Linked DNA regions of Mus musculus: all the other regions are linked to region 1. The links are chromatin contacts, called in public HiChIP or PLAC-seq and promoter capture Hi-C maps. All regions are on one chromosome and are shown on one strand. The core of a region is the stretch at or near the end of the contact, and the rest is flanking DNA. Distances in the headings are between cores, read along the strand shown.

Evidence for each region. HiChIP or PLAC-seq counts read pairs in DNA pulled down with a chosen protein or histone mark. Capture Hi-C pulls out chosen DNA fragments and counts their contacts.
Region 2: a promoter capture Hi-C map of liver shows a contact between it and region 1. The contact joins the promoter of Taf2 here to the promoter of Col14a1 in region 1. A contact is called at or near these places in 15 of 39 promoter capture datasets (the C10 cell line, the HPC-7 cell line, the SN4741 cell line and 9 more), 1 of 484 Hi-C or Micro-C datasets (bone marrow-derived macrophages), 18 of 115 datasets of contacts at active chromatin or transcription factors (bone marrow-derived dendritic cells, bone marrow-derived macrophages, embryonic basal ganglia and 9 more) and 4 of 9 other capture datasets (adipose tissue, embryonic stem cells, liver and 1 more).
Region 3: an H3K4me3 HiChIP or PLAC-seq map of neural tube shows a contact between it and region 1, with 5 times the contacts expected there. The contact joins the enhancer-like site here to the promoter of Col14a1 in region 1. A contact is called at or near these places in 10 of 39 promoter capture datasets (the 3T3-L1 cell line, cranial neural crest, embryonic stem cells and 5 more), 6 of 15 datasets of contacts at CTCF or cohesin (CD8 T cells, the NIH/3T3 cell line, embryonic stem cells and 2 more), 6 of 484 Hi-C or Micro-C datasets (bone marrow-derived macrophages, cerebral cortex, embryonic fibroblasts and 2 more), 15 of 115 datasets of contacts at active chromatin or transcription factors (bone marrow-derived macrophages, craniofacial prominence, embryonic basal ganglia and 7 more) and 4 of 9 other capture datasets (adipose tissue, embryonic stem cells, liver and 1 more).
Region 4: a BATF HiChIP or PLAC-seq map of CD8 T cells shows a contact between it and region 1, with 7 read pairs. The contact joins the enhancer-like site here to the promoter of Col14a1 in region 1. A contact is called at or near these places in 5 of 39 promoter capture datasets (embryonic stem cells, hematopoietic stem and progenitor cells and neural stem cells), 3 of 15 datasets of contacts at CTCF or cohesin (CD8 T cells, the NIH/3T3 cell line and stem cell-derived epiblast-like cells), 15 of 484 Hi-C or Micro-C datasets (the 4T1 cell line, CD8 T cells, the CH12 cell line and 10 more), 28 of 115 datasets of contacts at active chromatin or transcription factors (CD8 T cells, the SCID.adh cell line, VIP interneurons and 18 more) and 3 of 9 other capture datasets (adipose tissue, liver and pancreatic islet).
Region 5: a contact with region 1 is called in a promoter capture Hi-C map of liver. The contact joins the promoter of Deptor here to the promoter of Col14a1 in region 1. A contact is called at or near these places in 30 of 39 promoter capture datasets (the 3T3-L1 cell line, 3T3-L1-derived adipocytes, the C10 cell line and 20 more), 8 of 15 datasets of contacts at CTCF or cohesin (the G1E-ER4 cell line, the NIH/3T3 cell line, embryonic stem cells and 4 more), 191 of 484 Hi-C or Micro-C datasets (2-cell-like embryonic stem cells, the 3T3-L1 cell line, the 63-12 cell line and 104 more), 43 of 115 datasets of contacts at active chromatin or transcription factors (the 230-238 cell line, the HPC-7 cell line, PVALB interneurons and 29 more) and 4 of 9 other capture datasets (adipose tissue, embryonic stem cells, liver and 1 more).

The regions. Positions count from the first base shown.
Region 1 is chr15:55,304,730-55,309,592 of GRCm38.p6, reverse strand. It overlaps Col14a1 (collagen, type XIV, alpha 1), which reads right to left and starts at 1,842. Exons shown (of 48, transcript NM_181277.4): 1 at 1,609-1,842.
Region 2 is chr15:55,069,245-55,074,577 of GRCm38.p6, reverse strand. Taf2 (TATA-box binding protein associated factor 2) reads left to right here and starts at 2,426. Exons shown (of 26, transcript NM_001081288.1): 1 at 2,426-2,731; 2 at 3,131-3,185. The coding sequence starts at 2,649.
Region 3 is chr15:55,481,880-55,487,156 of GRCm38.p6, reverse strand. The region is part of intron 40 of Col14a1 (collagen, type XIV, alpha 1); the gene reads right to left. Among named protein-coding and RNA genes, the nearest start is that of Mrpl13, 73 kb to the left of the region's middle. Within about 2 kb of position 2,921, at least 5 of the 459 cell types and tissues checked have an H3K27ac peak or open chromatin away from gene starts, as enhancers often do. A contact at or near this core is called in neural tube, where this site is marked.
Region 4 is chr15:55,518,679-55,523,855 of GRCm38.p6, reverse strand. Col14a1 (collagen, type XIV, alpha 1) reads right to left here. Exons shown (of 48, transcript NM_181277.4): 48 at 3,053-3,923. The coding sequence ends at 3,844. Among named protein-coding and RNA genes, the nearest start is that of Mrpl13, 36 kb to the left of the region's middle. Within about 2 kb of position 2,900, at least 26 of the 459 cell types and tissues checked have an H3K27ac peak or open chromatin away from gene starts, as enhancers often do. A contact at or near this core is called in CD8 T cells, where this site is marked.
Region 5 is chr15:55,110,670-55,116,294 of GRCm38.p6, reverse strand. It overlaps Deptor (DEP domain containing MTOR-interacting protein), which reads right to left and starts at 3,978. Exons shown (of 9, transcript NM_145470.3): 1 at 3,676-3,978. The coding sequence starts at 3,797. Gm9920 (predicted gene 9920) reads left to right here and starts at 2,713. Exons shown (of 5, transcript NR_045093.1): 1 at 2,713-2,955; 2 at 3,699-3,952; 3 at 5,079-5,175.

The sequences.
Region 1 (4,863 bases), core at 593-3,092:
ACAAAACCCCCTCCGTGTTATTCTCTTAACATCAGATCTAAATTCCATCTGTCCGACCCTCCATTCACCCACCCACCCATTTCTAATGTAATAGTGAGGCTACCTATAGAGGTGGAGTCCCTCTTCAGCAACAGAACACCCAATCTCTTTAGTGCAGCCACCCTGAGCCTGCTTGCTACTCCATCCTATAAAGAAGTGCCTTTGGTCCTTTGGTAGAAGCTGAGGCCAGGACCTCCAGTAACTGAAGATTGAGAAATCTCATTTTCTCCTAACCGTGGTGTCACAGAGGTCTTCCTCCTATTTCTCTTCCTACTGCTAGTGCTCCACTTTAACACTTGCTACCAGCAAACAACTCTGCAAGGCTTCCAGCAGAGTCAAAGCCAGGCAGTGGCGCGCGCACACACCTGCAATCCTGCACTTGGGAGGTGGAGACGGGAGGAATGTGAGCCCAAGGTCTCCTCCCTCTGTTCTGAAGAAAACTTTTAGACCAGCCTGAGCTACATACCACCCTGCCTAAATAAATAGATCTTTCTTTCTTGGAACTCCAGTCAGATCTAGAAGTCATGTTCCAGCAGTTGGCGGGGTTGGGGAGTTGGAAGCGGGGGAGGGAAGTGGGAGAGGGATTCATACCACTCTGAGAACTGCACGTGAGCATCTTCAGAGGTGCTCTTCAGGGCAAGTTAACAGCTCTCCTAGACCTTGCCTAAGCAACCCTGAGCACAAGACTAGCTACCCACTGAGCACCCAAGAACTCAGCACCAAGTTTGCATAATGACTCCAAACCGTGGCGGGTAACTAAGGTTACTTACTCGAAAGAATCACGGGGCTCCTCTAACCTAACCTAACCTAGCCCTGCTCCAGACTGTGCATACTGCATGCTAAAGCCCAACTTCTGCAGATGCTCCGGATGCCCACAAGCGGAACGCAAGAGGAGTTCGCAAAAATAAAAGGAAAAAAAAGTGAAGAAGGTTCCTGCAGCAGCTTAGCTTGGTGGTTCCCCTCAAAGCAGCAACACTGGGAGCTTGGTATCATTCTACTGTCTATGAACTCTCACTGGCTACCCCCCTTTCCGTGCAGAGCCTGGTCCACAGCTGCCCCGACGTGCAGCAACAGTCCAGTGAATGCTTGGATGCGTGTTCTCCAAGGACTGGTCTCCCGATCCACTGCCAAATAGAATCTAAACAGCGTTGTGCTCTGTGCGTACACGGTGCTTCCAAAAGACTCCCTAAGCCTTTACCAATTGAACTTGCTGGAGCCACCACTACAGAGCTGCCAAATGCAGCCAATTCCAGCCCGGCGCCCACCGCACACAGACACCATGGGAGGGAGGGATCCTCAGAGAGAAACGGAGGGCTCCTTTGCTGTCCACACACCCGTCGGTCACTAGGCGCGTTGCAATCTCTCTGCCCTGTGGTCCCCAGACAAGCATCTATCTGGGTGCACGGTCTCCTAGCTCACCCCTAAGGTCTCCGGCCACCCCGCGGGCACACTTGCAGTGGTTGGTCCTGGCAATCGCATCCGTCTGCAGGTGGCTCTCACTGGGGCTCTTTCTTCACCTATGAATTATGCAAAGCCGAGCGGGAAAACAGTAGGGAAAGACGAACTGACCTGTGCAGGGCAACGTTCCAGCCCAGGTTGGGGACCTCTTGGCGCCTAGGGAAGATTAGCCGCCGACTGGTTCTTAGCGAACCACTGCCCTGGCTCGCCTTCCCTCAGAGTACCCTTTCTCAATTAACTTCTCTTTCCTGTCGTTCACTCTGTCCTCTCCTTGTCCCTCTCCCGTCGCCTCCTGCCCTACAGAGCTTCCTTCCCCTCGCCTCTCACCCAGGATCAGATAAGAGGAAAGAAACCGCTGCGCGAGCCAATTATAAAGCCAAAGGTGGTGGCGGGGGGCGGGAAGTGGGGAGACAGACCCCCACTTTCCCTCCTCCTCTCTAGCATCCCCGCCCCGCTCGAGTTGCAGAGGAGCCCGCCCCACTCCTCCCAAGTTCAGCCCAAGGACTGGCAGCCGACCCAGGTGCGCGTGGCAGCCGGGTATAGAACGCAATTGAGGAGCCCCTGGGTCCTCCCCACCCCCACAACTAAAGCAGTGCCCTGTGCTCCCCCCCCCCCCATCAGAACCCCCGAGTCACTGGGAAATCTCCAGCACTCGTCCAGGCTCCATCCCCAAAGATGAGTTTTGCCTTCCCACAGTGGGTCCCCTCTCCCTTGCTCTTCAAGTCCTAGGGACCAGCACAGTCGCCAAGGGTAGACATTTATTCAACGGGAATCGACTGGAAGAATGCTAAATTGGAGGGTTTTCTTGGTCGTAGAAACAAAATATGGACAGTTTTATGCTGTTGGACCAGCAGATCTCCTTTCCCCATGCTCAGAGATTACAGTCAGTAGGTTTGAGCGAATCCGAAGGACCCATCGTCTATAAAACTCTGGGGACTCTGGTCTGTGCGGGCCACGCCCTTTGAGAAGTCCTGTTCTGGAATGGCTAGAGATGCTCAGAGCTCTTGGTGGCTGGGGACTGGATCTGAGTTCTTGTCCTCTGGGCGCTTTTTAAAAGGTCATCTTCCCATTTTGTGTCAGGTTAGCAAATGCCCAGGCGTCCAGTGTCACACCAGAAGTTGTCATCGGCTCAAATGGAGAGCGGGAGTTGCATACACGCCGACCATTTGTGAGAAAAGACCAAAATGACTGTGATTTTGATCAGTTCCAAGAGCAGGCGGTAGAGAATCAGTGAGAGGTACTCTCATACGTTCCCGAACCTGCCTCCAAAATGCCCTTCTGAGAGCACAGGAAGGGATGCGCTACACCATTCAAGGTGATTCCCGAGACCTCGAACCTTCCAAGCTTAGGCTTTCTTCAAATTTGCGTACTTCACTCCAAATGTTCTCCAAGTGGCCTCTCTGCGTAGTTTCTGAACTTCGCCTTAAAGTGAAAAGGATCGCTATAGCCTCCTCCCTGAGACCCCGAGTCGGGATCAGTCTTGGCTTCAACTCCGCCACAGAGAAAGAAGGCTGCTTTGCAGCTTGAAGATCCTTCTGTGCTTCATTAATGTGCGCTATTCGCCCGGGTCCCTCGGTAGTCGAACGCAAAGACTAAAAACCCGCACGCGGGACTGCCAGGGTGAGAGCGCCACCTGCCGCCTGCGTCGGCTTGGCGAACTGAAACAGACTTTTCTGGCAAGTAGGAGCCTGAATTCAAGGAGTATTTGTTCCTTGGATATATGTCCTTTCCAATGTTTTACTCCTCAAATGTCTATTATTATCCCCTTTTAATAATGTACCAAGGTGCTGGTGACCACTGTAAACACCGTTCTAAATCCCTTGGGGGAGGTAGTTAGGAGTTAGATATGATATGGGAGAGGTAGTGCATTATTTAATTATGAAAATCCAAAAATGGAAGACTCTCTGATGATCATAAAATAAGAAATACATGTATAAACAAGTATGCAGAAAGTTTTATTAGACTTTTAGACGGGGTTGACAGGAGGACTCCTGGCCAGCCATTCTAGCCTTATTATTGAGTTCCAGGTTCAGTGAGAGACTTGATCTCAAAAACTCAAATGGAGAATTAACTCGGCATTAACCTCTGGCTTACACAGGAATGCGCACTCACGCACACACACTTTTACAGTTTGTATTATAAAAGTCATATTTTTTATTGTAACTAGCCTTTCCTTCATTGTCTTTAACTTTTGAATTGTGTTTGTTCCTTTGGGGGTTTCGTTGGTTTTGACTTTTTGAGACAGAATATCACTCAGCAGCCCATGCTGGCAACAAACTCTCTACAATTGTTCAGCATCCAAGAGCTGGAATTACAGAATAGTACCCGTAGGCTTGGCTTTAACGTTTGAATTATTGCCTATTCCTTTCCATTGACATCAACTTCAAGTTAATGCTGAAACAGAAGGGCTGTTTTCAATCCGTGTTTCAGTCCGTTGTGGTTGGGAATGACCTTCCAGCTCTTTCAAATGTGTCTACTCAGTGTTCCTTCAGTGGCTATCTTTTTGGTGTGGTTTGGTTTTCAAGACAGGGTTTCTCTGTGTAGCCCTGGCTGTCCTGGAACTCATTCTGTAGACCAGGCCGACCTTGAACTCAGAGATCCTCCTGCTTCTGCCTCCTTACTGCTAGGAGTAAAGGCATAAGCCACCACTGCCCAATAAAAGTTTAAATCAAGACCATGTTTCTATATGCTTGCTTTCTTTTTGTTTGTTTGTTTGGCTGGCTGGCTGGTTTTCTGAGATGGGGTTTCTCTGTCGCTGTGTAGTCCTTCAATGCACATCTTTAAGATCAGCAGTCAGGCCGAGCATGGTGACGCACACCTTTAATCCCACCCAGCACTTGGGAGGCAGAGGCAGGCAGATTTCTGACCAGCCTGGTCTACAAAGTGAGTTCCAGGACAGCCATGGCTATACAGAGAAACCTGTCTCAAAAAAAAAAAAAAAAAAAAAAAAAAAAAAAGATCAGCAGTCAGAGTCTAATGAAGTATTGAGAGCTGAATCTTGGAAACATTGCAAGAAGCATCCACTTAAAGTCTTCTCTTTTGGTCTAGAAAACACTGTATAGTTTTAGGACTTTTTCAAAGCTAACTAACATTCCAGCTTCCCAACACAGCTGGGAACTTTGGGAATATATCTATATATCTGTTCCTATCGTGGGTATAATCCTATTTCTTTCTTAGATCTACACACACACACACACACACGGGGTGGGGGGAGCCAAAGGGCTCCCCTGAAGCCTTGCACCTTGCATGAAAACTTTGTTTTTAAACCTGAATTTAAAAGCCTTGTTCTTTACTTTGGCAAATCTCTTTTGCTTCTGAGCTGACTATTCCTATACTTAAAAAAATTCATCTTATTCCATTTATTAC
Region 2 (5,333 bases), core at 1,177-3,676, 240 kb after region 1:
ATTCTATGTGAAGAATACTGGAGGAGCAGTACTCCCCTGTGTGGGTAAAACTCACTAGCTAACTATAAATCGTTTCTAGTTTTGGCAATTCCGTCTTCCTGTTCACTGGTTGCTCCCACTCTCAACGAGGAGCTATGCTCTGCAAAGTCCTGGCACTCTGTCTTGTGTGCCCCAGCTATGGCTTCCCCCAGTCCATACATAGATGAAATCAATGATGACTCACAGACCCAACCAGTGAAGACCTACTAGATCCAACTATTGACCTACTAAACTCAAACAGAGGCCAGTGGGAATCAATTGAGGTCATGTTAACAGTTGGCTTAAAGTAGTGGTTCTCAACTTTCTTTTTTCTTTTCTCTCTGTAGCCCTGGCTGTCCTGGAACTCACTCTGTAGACTAGGCTGGCCTTGAACTCAGTAATCTGCCTGCCTCTGCCTCCCAAGTGCTGGGATTAAAGGTGTGCACCACCACGCCCTGCCAGTTCTCCACTTTCTTAATGTTACAACCCGTTAATACTGTTCGTGTGTTGACCTCAACCATAAAATTATTTTCAGTGCGACTTCATAACTGTACCTTTGCTGTTATGAATTGGAACCTAACTATCTGATGTGCACATCTGTACATTTTACTACGGGACCCTGTCAAAAGAGTCTTTTGACCCCTCAAAAGGTCATGATGCACAAATTGAGAGCCACTGGCCTAAGGATTGACCCCAACAGCGATTCAACCAGACCACAGGCCTGTCAACCATACGTGTGTGTATCTATATTTATATGGACTTTTGTGTCCTGTAGTGATGTTGAGACAGTCGCATCCACCTTTCTAGAAGAAGCCAGTGAGACCACAGATGGTTATGTTACTTTCCAGCTTCCTGAGCAAAGATTTTTAGCAGATTGGCACCTCCGTGGAAAAAAAAAAAGCAAGTTTTCCCCAGTCTATCTTTTTTTTTAAAGTTTATTTATTATTTATTTTTTATGTATATGAATACACTGTAGCTGTATTGATGGTTGTGAGCTGTCATGTGGTTGCTGGGAATTTGAATTTAGGACCTCTGTTCGCTCTGGTTGACCTCTCTCACTTCAGCTTGGCCCTGCTCACTCCTGCTTAAAGATTTATTTATTATTATATGTAAGTACACTGTAGCTGTCTTCAGACACCCTAGAAGAGGGCATCAGATCTCATTACAGATGGTTGTGAGCCACCATGTGGTTGCTGGGATTTGAACTCAGGACCTTCGGAAGAGCAGTCAGTGCTCTTAACCGCTGAGCCATCTCTCCAGCCCTCTTTTTTTTTTTTTTAAATATTTATTTATTTATCTATCTATTTATTTATTTATTATATGTAAGTACACTGTAGCTGTCTTCAGACACTCCAGAAGAGAGCATCAGATTTTGTTATGGATGGTTGTGAGCCACCATGTGGTTGCTGGGGTTTGAACTCAGGACCTTTGGAAGAGCTGTCGGTGCTCTTAACCACTGAGGTATCTCACCAGCCCCCCCAGTCTATCTTTAAAACAACAGTTTCCACTGGGTATGATTATCACTGCACTTCATTCACCTGCATTTCTGAGAAGATTGCAACTTGGAACAAGCCTACTGCTACCTTGAGGGAATTGTAAAAAATTATAAGTCTGACGATGGTCCCAGCAAATGAGAACGCTTGAGGAAGTGGTCCTGCATAAAGATTGTGTAAGCCATTTATGAGCTCTGCCTTTACTTTGTGTGGGTTTAATAAATAAATGTTCATTGGGAAAAACGAAGTCTAGTTTTGGAAGGTTTAATAAAGTTATGGCTTTATTTTCCTAATTGGTTTTGTTTAGACGAAAAGTTCAAATTAATTTAAAGTCAGCTAACGACCTTGTCAGGAGTAAAAAAGATAGGTGGAGTGAAATCTGTGCAGGTGGGAAAATGTTAATGGACAATACTCTAACGGAATTAACGGACATTGGTTTGCATCTTTAACCCTCAAGAATAGAAAATCCACAGCTTCAAAAATGTCAAAAAGAAAATCTGTTAATTCATAAGACAAATACGGAGGCCATGGGACTTCTGGCTTGAGAGTTCCCTGCGGTCTGATTACACATTTGGAGTTTAAACCACAAGGTCCAAATGGGTGAGTTTGTTCTTGACAGCAATGGTTTCGGGACCATTACTAGGTCCTAGTCCCTCGCCCCTTCCATCCCTTCTTGTCTTCCACAAGCACGATTCGCCTAACACTTAACGTCCCTTCCTTCCTTCCCCATCTTCCTTTTCTCACCCAGTAAATCTTCCCTCTGCTCTCTTAATTTTAGAAATAGTTTTGAGACAAAGGAGAAAAGCCAGACGAGAAATCCCAAACTTATCGTGCAAACCCCGCCCACTCACGCCCGGACAAGACTTCCGGGTTCTGCCTCCGCGGCCGCGCCACTTCCTCTGACGTCACCGGTCAGAGGTGACCGGCAAGATGTCCGCAGGCGGCGGCGGCCGCTTAGAGCTCCTGTAGCGCGGCTCATCTGTGTGACAGGGGCCGGGCGGAGGCGGCTGAGAGTGGTCGGGGAGGGGACAGGAGGCGGAGGACGGGTGGCTAGGCGCTCCGGGTGCACGGGCCGCTACCGGGAATGCGCTGCAGCGCCCCGTGCAGCCTGAAAGGCGAGCCCCGCAGGAGCTCTTCATGCCGCCCACCGGCTTAGAGTCCTCCAGGATGAACAGGAAGAAAGGAGACAAGGGCTTCGAAAGCCCACGGCCGTACAAATTATAAGTACCTTTCCCCTACTCCGTTTCTCGCCCTGCTCTGATTTTGTTTTCATTGATTCTGTGAGTGACTTGATGAGTCCGGGAAACTAGTGGGAAATTAGAGCCCACTCCAGGGGACATGATGTTTGTAGGGTGAAACGGTTTTGAATAATTGTTCAGCATACTCCTTCCCCGCCCACGGGCTCATAAACCTTTCTTAAAGTACCGCTATATTTTTTTGTCAAGACAAACCTTTTCATGGCTGTTGCTCGATTTAAAATAAGCAGGTTACTCATTTTGTAGAATTCGAAGACAAACTACTGTGTGGTTTTTGAGCGGCTCAGTATATAGTCCCTATTCGTACTTAGATTTATGCTTTCATATAATAATAGTCGTTTCTTTCTTTTTTTTTATATATACAACCCATCAGGTCGTCTGTATCAACAACATAAACTTCCAGCGAAAATCAGTTGTGGTAAGATCACTCCCGGTCATCATAAGTCAGCCTTTCACAGTTCTTGGGGGGGATTCTATAGTCTTCCAGATTATATGGTGCCCCAGAATAAGACATAAGAATTCAAGTCTAGTTTGCTATACATGCTGTTCTCTGTTCTCCCCACCTTTTCCCATTTCCTGATTAAAATGTTCAAATATGCTAAGTATATTGTGCAATAGGAAGTCTTTATAGTCAAACACCTTCACATTGTGCATTAGACAGGACAGCCTGTAGTCATAGCAGTCTTAGATTCAGCTGTTCATTTATGGAGTGTCATTTGGAATATTTGTCACACATTGCTATTTGGGGATAGAACGTGAAAACATTAGGGAGTATTTGTAATTTAAGTTTTTACTTCAGCAGTATAGGAAACTCATGATACCTCTCAGTGAAGCTTAGCATTATTAGAGTCAACGTGATTGATAGAATTATACTGTGTTAGTTGAATTGCTCTTGTCTATAAGACATTCCTTTTTTGTTGTTGTTGTTGTTTTGTTTTTTGTTTTTCAAGACAGGGTTTCTCTGTATAGCCCTGGCTGTCCTAGAACTCACTCTGTAGACCAGGCTGGCCTTGAACTCAGAAATCCGCCTGTCTCTGCCTCCCAAGTGCTGGGATTAAAGCATGCACTACCACTGCCCGGCTATAAGACATTCCTTAAGGGATATGTATATTAACCCATTGATTCTTCACTGTAATCTCTTGACACAGATAAGATTTAAGTCCCAGCTCTTCCCCCCCCCCCATCCTGCTTGCTCTGGCCATATTTATTTCATATATGTGGGTACACTGTCACTGTCTTCAGACACAGCAGAAGACAGCATCGGATGCCCATTGCAGATGGTTGTGAGCTACCATGTGAATTGAACTCTGGACCTCTGGAAGAGCAGTGGGTGCTCTTAACTGTTGAGCCATCTCTCCAGCCCCCTCAGTCCAAATTTTATGAATGAGGGAGCTGAGTGTATACAGGTAAAGGGAAAATGGGTAAATAACGTATTGGTAGAAGAACAAAGCTACTGCCTACATGTAGCCCAGCAAAAGAGCCTCTGGTGGACATTGTTCACATGTTTGTGCTGTTACTTTCTGTAATCCACAAGAGAATATGCTTGCTTGCATTTAGTATCCTGGAATAGAGAAATGAACAGTCCACCTTTTCCACCATAATAGCCCTTACTTCACTGGGTAGGGACCCATTATTATAACTTATAGGGCTAAACAAGTAAGCATTAGTCCTATTCTAATAGACTTGATCTATAATATCATTTAGTTACGTGACCTCTAAATACTTCCTGCTTGACTACTGGACTGTAGGGATGTTTGAGAGTTCAGATGTTCAATTCAGAAGAACCAAGATTTGATAATATCAGCAAGGTTTGGTGAGGCTTTTTGTTTTGTTTTTGTTCTCAGAACAGATAGTGTCCTGGCATACTGTTGCAGATCCTTCTGGCTATTCTGAGAAAATAGATTCAGGAGGCCGTGTGGTAGAGAGTGGTTTTCCACTTAACACAGAAGCCTCTATTCTAGGGCTGTGAACTGGCTTAGGACTAGAAATTATAAATCATCTCTACTGCTGTAGCACTGTGAGGCATTTTTCCCCCCCCAGAAGACCTAGAATTTTTTCTGTTTACTGGGCAACCCCATCAAAAACTATCTGTTTATATCTTTCTTCAGCACCTGATAATGAGTGAACTATGAAGTTAGTTCTGTGGGTCAGAATACTATGTTTAAGATGGTACAGTGGTACAATCCCAGTTAGGAGGTTGAGGTGGGAAGATTAATTGAGCCTAGGAAATGTAGACCAGCCTGGGCAAAGAGGAGAAATCACCTCTTTATAAACCAACTGAACATGGTGGTACACACCTGTAACCCCCATTCTGGAGGTTGAGGCAGGAAGATTGGAGGTTTGATATGATCCTGGACTGCATAGGGTGATCTGTTTCAAAAACAATCATGCAGTCTCCCTCTGTGGCTTATTTTGATGACTATGCCCATTCATGAGTAAATTTTAAACATATTTTTAAGTAAATTTTGAACATCCTTCTGGGCGCAGAGCGGAATGTTATAATCAGAGAAGAGGGTAATGGGCAGAGGAGGATTTCTTAGCTGGTGTAGCTCTGCCCTGCAGAGGA
Region 3 (5,277 bases), core at 1,672-4,171, 180 kb before region 1:
AAAGTTTTCAAAGTCTCACCTCCTACTCCTGGGACAAATAACCGTTTCACCATGAGGTTTTTCTATAGGAACCCTCAGACCCATCCCAAGCCCCCTTGACTGGCATCCTTGCTTTATTTTCTCGACTCTCTTTCTGACAGTTCCCACCACTTTAGCCATAGGCTCTTCCTCCTTCCCCTCTCATGGCACATAACAATCTATGTTATTAACACAAGAACTCTACATAAGTGTTACCTCTTCCAGTGCCAAGTACCAACGATGCTGTGGGGTAATGAGCTTGTGGGGGTGGGGATGCGGGCAGTCCAGAAGGCTTCGAGAGATGGCATAGGGTAAGTGTACGTGAAGGGTAGGTTGTCCAGGCCCTTGACAATGTTCTCAAACCCTCTCTGCCAACGAGTCTTAGCACAAAAGGCAGCCAGGGAGGTGACTGCTCACCCATATTTCGGGTTTGCCTTTTCTGCCTGGCACATTACTTGGCTTCTTTTTCCAGCCTTCTCACAGTCCAGGTGGAGCCTCCTCGTGCCTGAGCACTGGCCAAAGAAGGAGGCCAGTTTCAGCCTTGGCTCATAAACATTTCCTGTTGGTGGCGCTCCATTTTCTAGTCCCTCTTGAAGCAACTTTAGAGGCTGAGCATTGAAGAATGCTCCAAGGCAGAGGCTGCAGAAGGACTATGTGAGATGGAGACTCCTGCTCTTCCCACCCTGGCTGCTTGTGCTGGGTTTCAGACAAGAGATCGCCATTACTGGGCTTTATTTAATTGTCCTGCTCTGCATAAAGTCATTTACATGTTCGGATCATTATGGCCATTATCCAAGGCTGATACATATGGTATCGTTGCTGCCATTTATAATATTTCTGGTTTTCACTTTAGTAAAAAATATTGGACTTAGAACTGGATATGACGGTATGCATCTATAATCTCAATACTCAGAAGGCACAGGCTGGGACAATATGAGTTTGAGGCTAGCCTGGGCTACACAGTAAGGCTTTGCCTGAGGGTAAGTCTGCACACAGACTAAGTTACACACACAGTGTCTCTGTCTTTCTGTCTCTCTCTGTCTGTCTGTCTATGTCTGTCTCTCTCTGTCTCTCTCTATCTCTCTCTCTCCATCCTTCCTTGAATCTGTTAATTAAACAACAAAAATTTATTCTGATGTAAGGGTAATAAATAAACATTTTTAGTAACGTGTGATGGTTCATGCCTCTCTCAGTACTCAGAAGGCTGAGGCAGGGGGATTGCATGAAAATTTGAGACCAGTCTTGGATGCACAGTAAAATTAAGAAAATCCCAGAGAGGCCTTGTCATGAATGAATTATCCTCACTGGATTTTAAATGTAGTGTTTCCTGGGAAAAGAGCATCCATAAACCAGTGTATATAAGAGATGGCCAGGGTCTTCCAGCCCAACAGCTTCATTTTATAAATGAGAAAACATGGAGGTAAGAAAGGACAGAAAAATCTTCATATAAAAAGTTTTTAAAATATCAGTTTTATTTAAGTTTTTATTTATGTGTATATGAATATTTGTGCTATCTGTATATGCTCCCTGTGCTATGTGTATATGCTATTCCCTGTGTGGGGTGCCCTTGGAAGCCAGAGGAGGACAACAGATCTCCTGGACCTAGAGTTACATCATGGATTGGGAAAGGTTTATGAAGTTCCACCCCTAGCTGAGATGGCTGCCTAGGTAAGGAGAGGAGGTTTCTTCAAACATCCCCCAGAGGCTTCCCACCGCTCCAGCTGATGGTCCCACGCCCACTCACAACAGGCAGGACTAAGCACGCCCAGGGGGGCTAAAAAACAAAGCAACAACAACAACACCTTGGCGGTTTGAATAGGAATGGGCCCCCATAGACTCCTGTGTTAGGATGCTTGGCCATAGGGAGTGGCACTGTTAGAAGGTGTGGCCTTGTTACGGGAAGTGTATCACTGTTGGGGCTTTGAGGTCTCCTGTGCTCAAGCTTCTCCAAGTGTAGCACACAATCTCTTCCTGCTCTCTTTGGATCCAGACATAGAACTCTCAGTTCCTACTGCAGCACCAGGTCTACCTACATGCTGCCATGTTCCCAGCCATGACAATAGAACTAAACCTCTAAAACTGTAAGCCAGCCCCAAATTAAATGTTTTAGTTTACAAGAGTTTCCAGGGTCATTGTGTCTCTTCCCAGCAACAAAACCCAAACTAAGATAAACAAGGAGGGGGGAGGAGGATGAAGAGGAAGGAGAAGAGGAAGAGGAGAAGGAGGAGTGGGAGGAGGTGGGGGAGGAAGAGGGGGAAGAGAAGGGGGAGGGAGAGGAAGAAGAGGGAGAGGAGGAGGGGGAGAAAGAAGAGGGAGAGGAGGAGGGAGAGGAGAAGGAGGGGAGGAAGAGGAGAAGGGGGAGGAAGAGAAGGAGGGGGAGGGGAGGAGGGGGAGGAGAAGGAGGAAGAGGAGGAGAACCAAAGGAAGCACATGAAGTTGGGAGAGAAAAACCAATGGTGGATGCAGAGGAATTGGGGGATAGGGGAGAAATTTGATCAAAATGCATTGTGTGAGTGTATAAAATTCTCAATAAAAAGTAAAATGTTAAAGAAAAATTGAAAATATATTTTTTTCCAGAAGAAGTTTTCATATGACAAAAACAGGCTGTAGCACATATGAAAGCAGTTTTAACAGGACTCCATTTAGTTCCTGCCTTCAATGTTGTCCAGGACCAGACAAGAAGGAGAAGCAACCTGGGTCAGAACGGTATTAACAGCCTTCCATGCCTCAGATCCAACAGTGCTCAGGAGGAAAATATCCCTCATCCAACAGAGAGGGGCCTATTCAAAAGGAGAGCTGAGCCATGACATATTTTTCCAGAGGAAGACATTTCTAAACAAACAAAATTGCACTGTTCCCTAGAAGATAGGCAGGAAGTAATGCATTTCCACCCTGCTCCGCGCCCCAGGGGGAGGCATGTGAAAACTCAGGAGCCTGTATCCAGCTCTCTGCTGACACTGAAAGACACTGTTGTAGACATGTCTGCACACTCCTGATTTATAGACACAACATGTTCTGTCTGGGAGGGAGCACAGTGAAATGGCGTTCTTACTCGGGAGCTTAACTGGATGTGCAGTTAGTGAGAAAGATGCTCCTTAGTTACTTGTTCTGTGCCTAGGCAGCAGGTTTAGGTGCGGCCATACCTGATTCCTATGTTTAGAGCAAAGCTTATGTGTTGTTCAGTATTCCATTCCTAACAGTGTTCTAGTGCGCAGAGCAGCCATTGACAGATCATGGTTCCAGGGGTTCTTTGCGCATGTCCAGCAAGTGATCTTAATTGAGGCTACAATGAGTCTGGCAATGTAGAGGATAGAAGGAAATGCCAATGTCATTCATTCTTAGTGTTCTTCATATTTTTCATAGTGTGGGCAGTCAGTGAGATGCGTTGTACAAGCTAAGAAAGTGCTCAGTGCCTGAGCTACATCGCCAGCCCTTCTTCATACTCTCCCATCTGGACTCATCTAACTTCGGAAGACAAAATTCCACTTCACTACATTCTTGGGGGACAGTTTCTTAGAAGCAGACCTGCACCCATGTGTGGCTGATTTCTACCTGTATGGATCTTGGGAGGAAATCTGAAAGGAGGCAGGGGAGGAAGGGAAACAGGACAGATGAAGCAGGCAGAAACGTGGGTCATCTTAAGTTGGTCTGTGTGAACCCATCGGGAGTGCAGACTGATATTGTACAGAGCATATTGGTTCGCTAAGGCTCAGGGGCTGACATGCCAGTTGCTAGGATGACTTTCAAGGGAAATGAACAACGTTTGGCTGTGAGATGGAGCCCATTTCCCAGGTAAAGTGGAGCTGGTCAGCGCACCAATGGCACCCAAGGCAGTAGAGCTTCTCTCTCACTTGAGCCAAAGGCTGAGATGGGATCACAGTGGATCTTGTTCTGACATTTTCTTTTATGGACTAAAACATTTGAACAAATGAACAATTGAATGTTGGTTCTTAAGGCTCCTGTGAGTTTCCGATTTCTATTACACATCCCTTTAAATTTACATATAAAATGGAAGAATGTTAGCCTTAACTTCATATGAGGAAAAAAGTCAAAGCCATCTTCTTCAGATGTCTTCTTAATCCTAAATATAAAATCACAGCCATTTTTTTTGGGGGGGGGGAATCCAAGACAAGGTTTCTCTGTGTAGCCGTGGCTGTCCTGGAACTTGCTCTGTAGACCAGGCTGGCCTCAAACCAGACCTGCCTCTGCCTCTGAAGTGCTGGGATTAAAGGTGTGCACGACCACCTGATTTCATTTTTTTTTAATTTGAGGGACTTAAAGAGGTCAGGAACTCCACAGGAAGACCAACAAAGTCAGTTAACCCTTGGAGGATCTCGGAAACCGAAATCAAAGATGGAGCATGGACAGGACCTAGATCCCAGGCACATATGTAGCTGATGTGCAGCTTGGTCTTCATGCAGGTCCCCGACACCTGGAGTAGGGCTGTCCCTGAACCTGTTGCCTGCCTGTGGATCCTGTTTCCCTAACTGGGCCTCCTTGTCTGGCCTCAGTGGGAACAGATGTGTCTAGTCCTTCAGTAAATGATGTGTGGGATGAGAGCAGGGTGACACCTGGGGAGGGGCTCCCCCTTCTCAGAGGAGAAGGAGAGGAGCTATGAAGGGGATCAGGGGAGAGGGGGGGCTGATATTTTGATGTAAAGTGAATAAATAAAAAAATTAGAGCCATCACCCATGACTTCATTACTGTAAGCCACAAGTTTCCAAGTTGCCACACATTTAGAGATACTTGCATGGATATGATATGCTAGGCATTCTGTGGTATCTAGACTGGCGATGGAGAGAATAAGTTCAAAGTTTTGTGAATTCTCAGGCAGTGAAGTGATAGCGACCTCTGTGCTAATACACAAGAGAATTCCGAGGGGACACAAAGGACAAGCACCTGACCCAGGCTGGGGACACAGGGTAGCTTTTACAGAAGAGCAAACATCGAGGTCACCACACTCAAGATAGTTGAACTGCTGTGGTTTGAATGTGTCCCACAAAACACATCTGTTGGAAACCTAATTCTCTTTGCAGCCTTCTTCTGAGGCAGGACCTAGGAGGGCTACTTAGGCCATGAGACCTCTGCCCCTGTGAATGACAAACACACTCATCATGGAAGGACCTTGTTGTAACACCTTTCTTGCTCCCTCTCGCTCCCTGGTCAATGGCTTCGGCCACATTCTGCCTTAGATGAAAAGGCCTCCTGAAATATGATTCCCTAGATCTTAGACTCCCCACACTCAAGATCCCAATCTAC
Region 4 (5,177 bases), core at 1,651-4,150, 210 kb before region 1:
CCAGAATGCCTGGACTTAAATTCTATCTGTAGGTCTTGAAGTAAGTTAGCTAGTTTCTCTGCACTTCTACATCTTCATTGGGAAAATCAAGATGCTTGTGAACTGGCTTTTGTGTCTCCATAAGGCTGAGATGAGTGACAGCTGAAGTGGCAGCTTTTAGCGCACCTTGCCAACCAACCTGGGTCTCTTCTGCTTTGTGGGCAAATAGTTGCACTTCTCCCCATCATTGAAAGAAACAAAAGTCACCTAATTGTCTTAAGTCTGTAACACATGAATGGAAACAGTGTGTGTGGCTTCTGACACAAGCTCAGAAAGGAGTCTAAATGTCATTTTCTACTGCCACAACAACCACAGATGTGCATGTTGAGACTAGAAATATCTAATATTGAAGCAGAGCAGAATTCTAGATCCAGATATACCAGGCAGATGCCCTGAGTGAGAGAGCAAGAAAGAATCGTTCATCAGTCCAAGTCCCCACTCGGCTCTCCTTTGCCATTAAAATTCATCAGCCACACAAAACACATTAGTAGGCTAAGAACATCTATCTCTGGCAGAACACCTAGATTTGAACTGTCACTCTGTGTTCAGTTGCTAATTTTTTTGTGCCTAGCCCAACTTGACAATGCATCAACTTTCTTGTGGTAGGCCTTTATTTGCCCTATGTAAACTTAAAATACACTAGACTATGGAGTTTCCTCTTTTTATAATGTCTTCATTGAGTCCTGTGAAATTAGATTTAAAATCTAAGTCATTAAGTGCTTGCATTGGTCTCCCGGCTTATCTTGTTCCCTCTTCCATTCCCTCTCTTATCAAGAAGACTCCTCTCACATGACAAGCAACTCCTGAAAGAGCGCACTGAACTCAGGGTGTTCTACTCTCCTCCAGCATTCTGCTTAGCTCCATCTCTCCACTGATTGGTCAGAGGCATTCTATGTGCACCCAATTAGAAGCATTTGCAGTCGTCCCTACCTCACCCCCCTCACTTCTATCCCAGCGCGTTTTCTGTCTCCGCATCACTTCTCATAAGTCTGAATTCATTTACTGCTCTCCTCATGCATTCTGAGTCTCTCTCCACAGTTCACATCTCTTTTGTTCTTGTTTTCAGCCTCAGACTTAAATCAGCAATGTTAGAGGCATGCAAAGATGACGCCAGAAAGAAAAGGCAAAGAAGAAAGGAAAGGTCATCCTGAAGTTTTTGAAAGAAACAGAGATCCTAACAAATGTGATGGAGAGTGTGAGGAGGAAAGTTTTTCCCCATGATAGGATGGCCTGTTACTTTCAGAAAATGGCGTACACCTATAAAAGAGAGACGTGCATTCCTGCCAAGATAAATGAGCCAGTAAAACGTGCTCCTGAGAGTCAGCTTGTATTACAGGCTGTGTATTATAAACACACACATCCAGAATCCGAGGTACATCTTTTATTCTGAACATGGCACTCAATAAAAAGCCGAGATGCAGGGTCCAAGTGATGACACACGCTAAGCAAATGAGACTTTGCTGTTGCTTAAGTAAACATATTCAAGTCACCAAATCAAAGCCAGGTCATTTGTGTGTGTGTGTGTGTGTGTGTGTGCAAGCCAAGACTGCTGTGAAGAGATTAGAGTCTCTAATGGCTTCATCTTTTGTAAAAACTGAAAGTCTTTGAAGTAACACAGTATTAGACCATTTGTTCTTACCTAACTCATCAAAAACACACAGACTATTCGTCTTGATCGTCATCATTAAATGTCCCAGACAGAGGAACCGGACAGAAGACTGTTATAGAGCAATGTATCAGCTTTCCAGCTGCTTAAATTGGAGGAGTTCTCCCAGGGGATTCTAGGTTCAACTATGTGGATATCCCTTGCATTATTGAGCAATTCCTACTCCTTGCTGGCCCTGTTTTTCTGTGGTAAATTTCAGCTGGGACATAAAGGTTTACAGGCTACATGCTCTCTGGCTTCCTTCATTACACCAGAAAGCTACTTATTTGCCTGGGTCATCCAAGGCACCCACATACATGATGCCGGTTGGATCATTTGTTAGCAAGACTTCTTCTCTCTAGTAACAGAAACCAAAGGCAGCAATGAAATCTGCAGAAGGATAGAGGGGGAAAAAATGTGACTCAACAGACACCCTGCTTTTTCTGAGTCTTCTCCTGACCCAGACAGAACCTAAGTTAGGTTGTAAATGAAGCCACCCAACTTTCTTAAAATGGTTGTTAGCAGGGTCAGGCAACTGAGGAGTTGGGTCTCACACAAAGATATGGCTTTCATTCTTTCCTAGTTCCAACCAGCAAATAGAGCCGAACAGGGGATCCTAGTCAGACCTAGGTTTCCCTAGGAGAATTCTTTCAACTTAAGAGGCTGGGAAGGTGACAGATACAGTGCTCCATATTGATCCTCTTTCAGGTTTCTCGGTTTGGACATTCAGCAGTGACTACTGAGATGTGCTTTAGATGAGTTAGGTGAGAACAAATGGTCTAGTATATAATAAACTAATAGAACTCAACTATTTTTTTTAACACTTAAGAGTTTTCCTTTGGAATAAAAACAAAAGAAGTTCTAGTTTAAGGTCTAGAGTCTCTGGGATTCAATTTAATTTCCTCTTTACCATCTAGAGCAGGGGTTCTCAACATGTGAGCTGTGGCCCCCTTGTGGGTCCAATGGCCCTTTCACAGGAGTCACCTAAGACCATCTGCAAACAAGGGTATTAAATTATGACTCATACAGTAGCAAAATTGCAGTTATAAAGAAAATACTGATATGGCTGGGGATCCCCACAACAAGAGGAGGTGTATTAAAGGGTGGCAGCATTGGAAGACTGAGAAGCACTGCCTTAGAGGTCTTCAGGGATGTCTTAGTACAGACAGGATGTCTTCTACACAGAGGAGGGCGTTCTGTGGCTAACCACTGTCTTAACCACTGAGGACAAAGGGATGAAGGAGTGAGAGGTAGAATAAATGTTTAGCTACAGGACCACAGCTGTTCCTTTTGAGATCGACAGTCAACCAAGACCACAAAGGCTGACAGTGACGTTCAGAAGTTTCAGAAGTTAAAAGAATCCACACATGGTGTTTTAAGTTTTTATTTGCTTATAAAAAAAAGGATAAAAACAAGTCTTCAAAAACATATCTGCATTTACAAAGCAATCCCTGTAAGTCGAGGAGAGGCAAGCCCTGAAACACACTCCTGGACAAATGATCTGCCAAAAGATGGGTCTTTTCTGCATCGGAACTGGAAGGAAGTCATTATTTTATACGAATCAAGACTACTGGAAAACAGACTCTATGGTTTTGTTTTTAATTACAGAATCGAGAAAGGCTATATTCTAGCTCTTATTTCTGAACACCCGTGAAAACCAGTTACTGAGTAATCTATGAGTTAGACAGATCAGGTTAAACAAGTAGGAGGTAGTTTCCTCAGTGATGGTGTTATTCAATTACCAGCAAGGTCACTGACATGGGTACAGGGACAGTGGTATAAACTGGGAATCTCTGAATTCGCTCTTCTGCTGATAGGGCCCCAAATTCCCTCTGATATAACCACGCTTCTCTTATTAATTTTACAACTTGAAATGATGTAACAGAGAAGACACTCCAGGGTGTATCCTTCTCAGCACTCTTCATTGGAAGAAGTCCAAAGTAACTGGTGTACAGTTAAAACAGTGTCACAGAAAGGGGCGGTTTCAAAACACAATTTTTAAAAAACGGTAATATTGACGTTATCCACAGAGGAAATATACCCCATACCATCAGCCCTGCCTCCCTCTGCAAAGTAGAGGACAAACCACGTGACAGCATTTGGTAAGTGAAGCTCCAGAAGAGGGCCTGCCCCTGCTCTTCAAATGTCTCCTGAGGTCATCAGATGCCTGCGCTCCACAGATCCATGGCCTCCTGCTCGTCCTGGACCGGTGTGAACTCAGGCTGATCAGGATGGGACACTAAAGAGGAAAAGTGGGGGTGGGGTACTGATGGGGCCCAGGAACCATAAATGGATAATCTCCCCTATCTGGGTCCTTAGGGACACAGATTTGGTCAATAAAGCAGAGAGGTGCAATGTGTGAGGAGAAAGCACTCACTGCCGAGCCTGCTATGCCGCTTCCCCAGGAGGCTTTATAGTTGTTAAAAGGAGGAAGAGAAAGACAAACTAAACAATGGAGTTAGAAAACTGGAACCATGGCCAATTGCTTAAATACCGGATGTTTTTTATTTACAAAAGAAACCCTGAAATACAGTAGAATCGTAGAAGAAAATATAAAATTAAAAACCCAGTCTCGTGTTACAAGTCCATCACCAGGGGAGAGTGGAAAGAAGGGGATGCCAAGAGAGGGAGGTGGAGCAAAAGAGCCAGGAGGAAGATACTCATCCTATTGTGTGGAACAGGATAGAGCCTCAGTAAAGTGGCCTTTGGGATAGAGTCTTGGTTCAGAGGCCCAGACCTCCATTCAGATTGACCGGAAGTCTGGTTCTACTATGGTTGATTTATGTTACTTTGTTGCACTTTGTTATACTTTGTTACAATGTTATCACTCCAGCATGTCTGGAGCCGGGTAGGCAGGGGACTTGAAAGTCTGAGATGGAGAAGCAGGTGAGAGAGGAAAGAGGTGACCACAGTCAGGGGCAGGAGCTTAGTAGTGGTGGTGAACCACTTGTGTATCCATAGCCAAATCCCCAGGCCAATGCAACCAAAGGCAGGATTAGCACTTCAGTGCTGGTAATCATTGTACGGGATGAGATCTTAAGGGACAGGGGACAGATTTGAGAGGACAGGGAGGGAAAAGATGAACAGAAAAAAAAAAAAAAAAACACATCAACAAAACTTGGACCAATTTCTCTGGCAACTAAGGTTAAATTTCTCTTAAAAAGGAAAAACGTGCATTTGCTGACTAATCTCCTCACAGACCTAGAGCGGGTCTCTGAACCTCTCTCTCGATAATTCAGAAAGGCCCCAGGGTGAGCAGGCAGACTGCTGCCATGTGTGGGAGATGCTTCAGCTCTCAAAATCTCAGCCTATCACTTAGTGATGAAGCAAAAACAGCTGGCAACTTTGATCTTAAGACCTTTCTTGTCACATGGTGGGCAGATGTCATCTAAAAGAATTTTGGGGACCTCGCTTATTATGGGGGGAGAACTTAAACAGAGAGTGAAATTTTGCAGGAGGTCACGGGCACACCATAACAGAAACAGCATGGAAA
Region 5 (5,625 bases), core at 2,729-5,228, 200 kb after region 1:
CCACCTGTAATGAGATCCAACGCCCTCATCCGTTGTGTCCAAAAAGAGGAACAGTGTACTCACATATATAAAATAAATAAATCTTAATAAATAAATAAATAGGAAACCTAGGGGAAGTTAAGAGAAGTAGAGATGAGTTCAATCAAAACACATAATATGTGCTTGTATGAAAGTCTGATTTTGTTGTGGTTTTGTTTTGTTTTATTTTATTCTGTTTGAAAAAAAGAACTTCTGGGCCAGGAAGCAAACTCTTTTAAGATGAGGGAAGAACGTGAAGAGAATTGGGAACAGCCTACTGGAAAAGAAAGAGGCTGTGTGTGTGGTGACTTCTGTCGTCCGTGTGTCAGCCTCACGCAGCGTGCCAGCTCCACAGCTGGAACCAACAATGGTCACAGCAGTCTTCTAAGCTCATCGCTTTAATGTGCGGGGTTCTTTCCAGCTTGGAGCCCATTTTGTCCAATCCCACAATTGGACGCTGGAGAATACGGACTATCTCCATTCTGCCGGCAAAAGGGCCAAGAGATCTGGGGTTCAATAGCTTCCCCCAAGAGAACAAACTGCAGAAACAGAAAAGAGGGGCTAGGTGTGGTAGCTCCCTACCTGTAATCCCAGCACTTGGGAGGTTGAGGCAGAAGGACTGCTATGAGTTCTAGGTCAGAGTAGGCTACATAGAGTATGACCCAGTCTCTAAAAAGTGGGAAAGAAGTTGGACACAACTCAAGCTGGAAGTGAAACTTCTTTCACACGCTAGTCTTGAACACCCCCCTCCCCGCTTTTTTTTTTTTTTTTAATCACCTGCTATTCACTGTGCTGACACAGAAATGTAAGCCAGAGCAGCTTTACCTGCGGTGCGAAGCGACCAGAGGCAGAAAGGCCGAGCATCACTAGATGTCAGGAATCATACAAGATGAACACAGTTGGGATGGAAGAATCCATCCTGGCTGTTACAGTGAGGATGAGCAGACTCCTAACACCAGGCACATGGCCACCGCAGTCGCCAAAATCTAAGCGTTAGGGAACTTTGTTTTGCTATTGTTATTTTGAGACTGGGTCCCACGAGCCCACCTAAGCTGGCCTCAGACTCACTATGTATCCAAGATGACTTTTAACTCCTAACCTCTCTGCCTCTAACCCCGGGGGGTGCTGGGATTACAGCCACCAGCCACTGTGCTGGGCCTGAGAGGTGGCTCAGTAGTTACAGCTGCTTGTTGTGAACTCCTGGCAACCTTGAATTTGATCCTGGGGCTTATGCCAACTGGGAGGGAGAGAACCAGCCCCTGAAATGTGCTCTTTGACCTTTTACATTGGCACACATATCTCCTGCCTCTCCCCGCCTACAGTAAGCTTTTAAAGTTTGCTTTAAAATAATTGAAACAAAAAGTGAAATTCAAATCAAATTTAAATGGTTAATATTTGCTCTGAGTTGTTTGTTTGTTTGTTTGTTTGTTTTTAAAGGCAGGGCTTTGCTAGCCTAGTACTTACTACGTAGGGCAGGCTAACCACAAACTTGTAGTTCTCCAGTCCCCACCTCCCAAGTGCTGGGGTTGCAGGTGCATACCCTCAAATTCAAATTTGGTTGTGACATCTCAGCCCTCCCAAAATGGTAAGCCAATTGTCTTTTAATTCTCCCTTCTATAAAAAGGAAACTGAGGCAAAAGAGCAAGTCAATTGTTCCAAAGTCGCAGAAGGAACACATGGCAGAAGCTGGAAGCCACAAGTGGTGGTGGCAGAGGGAAGGAAAACCTGAGTAGCCTGGACCGACATCCTCCGTCCTTCACAAACACACAGGCCCTCTGGACACATCTTACCAGAGGGGCTGTGTCAAAAGTGGTGGTGCAGAGAGAGCAGGGACACCAATTAACTCCTGCAGGCCCTTGGGGATTGCTAACTAACACAGGAAGCCCAGAAGTCAGAATCTCAGAAGCACCCCATGAAATACTCTCATCTTCATGACCACTTTACAGATGAGGAAATAGCTCAGACGAGTAAATTAATTTGTCCAAACATGGCTACCCTGGCTAGTGATCATATAGTGCGTAGCAGCACCCACCGGTGCCTGCACTAACGCCACATAATCCTCATAACAACACTACCAGGTAAAAGTTAGTGTTACTCATCTTTGTCCCAGGCTCTACACTAGCCAAGTCAAGGGCAAGGCCAGGATTCTGTCAGGTTCAAAGCCTTCCTCAAAACAGAGTCACGGTAACACTTGGCCACATGGCGGAGGAATAGAAAACCAAGCCCGAGTCCCAGGTCTGCAGATTTGTGGTGGGAAAGCCTGCGAGCGCTCAGGGGAGGCTGAAGAATGTGCATTTCAGGAGCAGTTATCGAGAAGGAGAAAGTGACTGGGGGTCTTAATGATGTTTGTAAAAGAAACAAAAAGCAAGGAATCTCACCCAAGCAAAGCCTTTTCAAACAGCAATATAGTAAAGAACAAAACAATAAATTATTAAGAAAGTCCAATTAAATCAGAAAAACTTTACGTCATCTCCATTACAAAATACTCTTGATGAAGGAAAACAGGTTTTTAATTCCCTTCAATTTTGGCCACACAGTTGAGATTTAACGAGGAACTGAAATGCGTGATTTTCCTTCTGTCACACTGGACTCCACCGTCCTGACTGCCAACAGCTACTTCCTCAAACTGAACACTGCAAAGCCAAGTGCTTTACCAGACCTCCAGGAACCTCTGTAACACTCTCCTTCCAGTCTGGAAACAGCCATCTAGAAACCGAAATAAGCCGGAAAAATCAAGCCAAGAGCTAGAGGGAGCTAGCACACTTCTTTCAGGTGGGACTGGGCTCGCGGTTCAAGTTCTGGCAGAGCCGGATTCATTTGGAGTGGCAATCTGATTTACAACCCCCAATATCAAGGCAGCTGCGGAAGCACAAGTCTTAAGCATATGCCCAAGAAAAAGGAACAGGAAGCGATGGGAATGTCAAAAGAGCCCTGGGGGTAAGTGCTTGTTCCTGGATCTGTGAGATGGGAAAGTGGTAATTCTAGGAAAAGTGCGCGGCGGTGGGCCAACTCCGGGGTCCCAAACGTGGGCACTGAACAAGGTACTTTCACGCCCCCTTGCGGACCCAAGTGACACCTGAAACCAAGTGTGCCAATCAAGGGATAGGTAAAGAACTGGGAAAGGTTTTGGAAGAGAAGCAACCCGTCAAAGCACTCGCAGATATGCTCCAGGTTTTACATAAAAGTAACCTGAAGCTCCAATGAGGGAAGCATGTCTTGCTAGAAAAAAAGGAAAGCTGAACCGAAGGCACTCATGGGTGCTGGAGCCTTCTATCTGGAAGCGCAGGGACTGGGGTCCCATCCGAAATCTCTTCTTTTTGGAGCGAGCAGACTAGACAGTCATCAGGAACACCTGGCAAGGGGGTTTGCACGCACTGAGTGGTGGCGAGTCGGAGGGACGCATGGCTGCAGCAGTCCAGCTAGGGCGCAGCCTGCACCGCGCGTTCCCGGCATCGGTCCCCGCAGCCTGGCTGAAGCTGCTAGCCTCCGGGCTGCAGTAGCCAGGCACCCGTGCAGCGCGACCCAACCATCCCACTCGCTCGCAACTGTCCCTACGCCCCGCGCGACACGCCTGCCACGAGCCAGATGGCGTGTGCGCTCCGGACCGCGGCGGGCATAGGGCAATCGAGAGCCCATCTACTGAGTGCCTTTCCTTACCGGAGCTGCTCTCCCGTAACTAGGACTTCAGCCATGCGTTCCAGCTCTCTCTGCTGCACCCCGCCGCTCCCGCCGGCGTTGCTGTCGCTGCTACCACTGCCGCCGCTGCTGCCCTCTTCCATGTTCCTGACCGCGCGGTTGCCACTCTGCCTTTGCTGTCCCGGCGGGTGCGCCTGGCGTTTGGATCAATGTGCCCTCCCCGAGGCCGCCCCGGCCATCTTTGTTCCGGGCGGTGCCGTGGCTCAGACGCGATTGGCTGGTGAGGGAATCCCTGCGGGTAAGCAGGAGAAGTCGGCGAGTCCGGGTCTGGAACTTCGGCTTGGGGGCGTGGCCTGGGCTCTCTCATGGTCGGGGGGCGGGGACAAGGAGAAAAATAAAAACATCGGGGCGGAGCTCTGAGCCCTGAGTTTTTGCAGGAGGTTGAGCCTTTCGCTCCTCTTTTATATTTCCTTTTTCACTCCCAAACTCATGCTGGGGAATGTTGCAGTTTTTCTCCATTTTCCATACTAGAGTTGTAGAGAATAAAAATGAGAACAGATTACTCAAAAACGGAGCAGTTGAGGATATTGCTGAAGGGCATTTCAGGCTACCTGATCCCTTTCCCTATAGACCATCTACTACTACCCTATGGTGGAGTCAATAAAGGATCCTGCCCTGCGGTTCAAAAAGACTAAGAACCTGGCTTCATTACTTTGGTTTCCTACCTAAATGCTCTTAATCCCTTTTTTACACTAGTTGTAGCTATCACTTGTCCACATCTGCTGCATTAAAGATGTTTTAGATAAATTGCTACCCTCTTGTGTTTCCCATATCATTCCTTTTACGTCGGGAAGGCAACTCGGAGGGGTGAGGTAACTTGTCTCAGGCAAGCAGGCAAGAGCATTCTCAGTTTTAGGTTATGTTTTTAAAACAACTCTATCTTGGCAGGCATGGCGACACACTTATGTTCCCAGAACTTCAGAAGATGATCATGAGTTTGGACCAGACTGGGATAAGAAGATACCTTGTCTCATAAAACAAACTAAAACCAAAAACAGCTTAACTGACAAAAGCAAGCAATACAATAAACCGTTAGAAGAGCAGGTTAGGGGCTGGAGAGATGGCTCAGCTGTTAAGAGCACTGACTCACTCCTCTTCCAGGTGTCCTGAGTTCAAATCCCAGTAACCACATGGTGGCTCACAACCATCTGTAATGGGATTTGATACCCTCTTCTGGTGTGTCTGAAGACAGCCACATCGACAGTGTACTCACACATATAAAATAAATAAATCTTTAAAAGAAGAAGAGGAGGAGGGGGGGGTGAGGAGGAGGAGGAGAAAGAGGAGGAGGTTAAACATATTTGAATGGCCGAGCTGGTCTACCATGTTCATTAAAAGTCATCACTGTGTCTCTTCGTTTTTAGTTTGTAAACTTCAACATAGCTTGACTGGGAAGTCATGGCTTCCGCGGCCATACACATTTGTTGAAGTATCTTTGGATTTGCCTTTTGGAAGATACAGGTACTTGTGTCTACGATAACTGTCACAATCTTCAGGAAGTGTCAGTATATAACAAAACATATGCTGCTGTGAATGTTACTTGACATTCCTGAAGACTAGGCTCTGAACCTGCTAGGGTCACAAAAGTAGAGCATTTAGTACTTTGCAAGGTCCATTCTCTGGTAAACAAAACTATTGTTTGGGGTAGAATCTTGCTGTGTAGCCCAGGATAGCATCAAACCCTTGATCCCCCTGCCTCAGTCTCCAAAGTGCTGGAATTATAAGACCTGAACACCATGCTCTGTTCTATTTTTTCCTCCAAAGGTAAATTTTTTCCTCAAAGGTAAATATTTTAAAAGATGCACCAATGGAGAGAGGTTTCAGTTCAAAGTATTCTAAGAGCCCCATAGCATAAACATTAAGTGACAGAGGGAGATGGCCTAGACTTAATGAGGGTAACAGCTGTCTGTC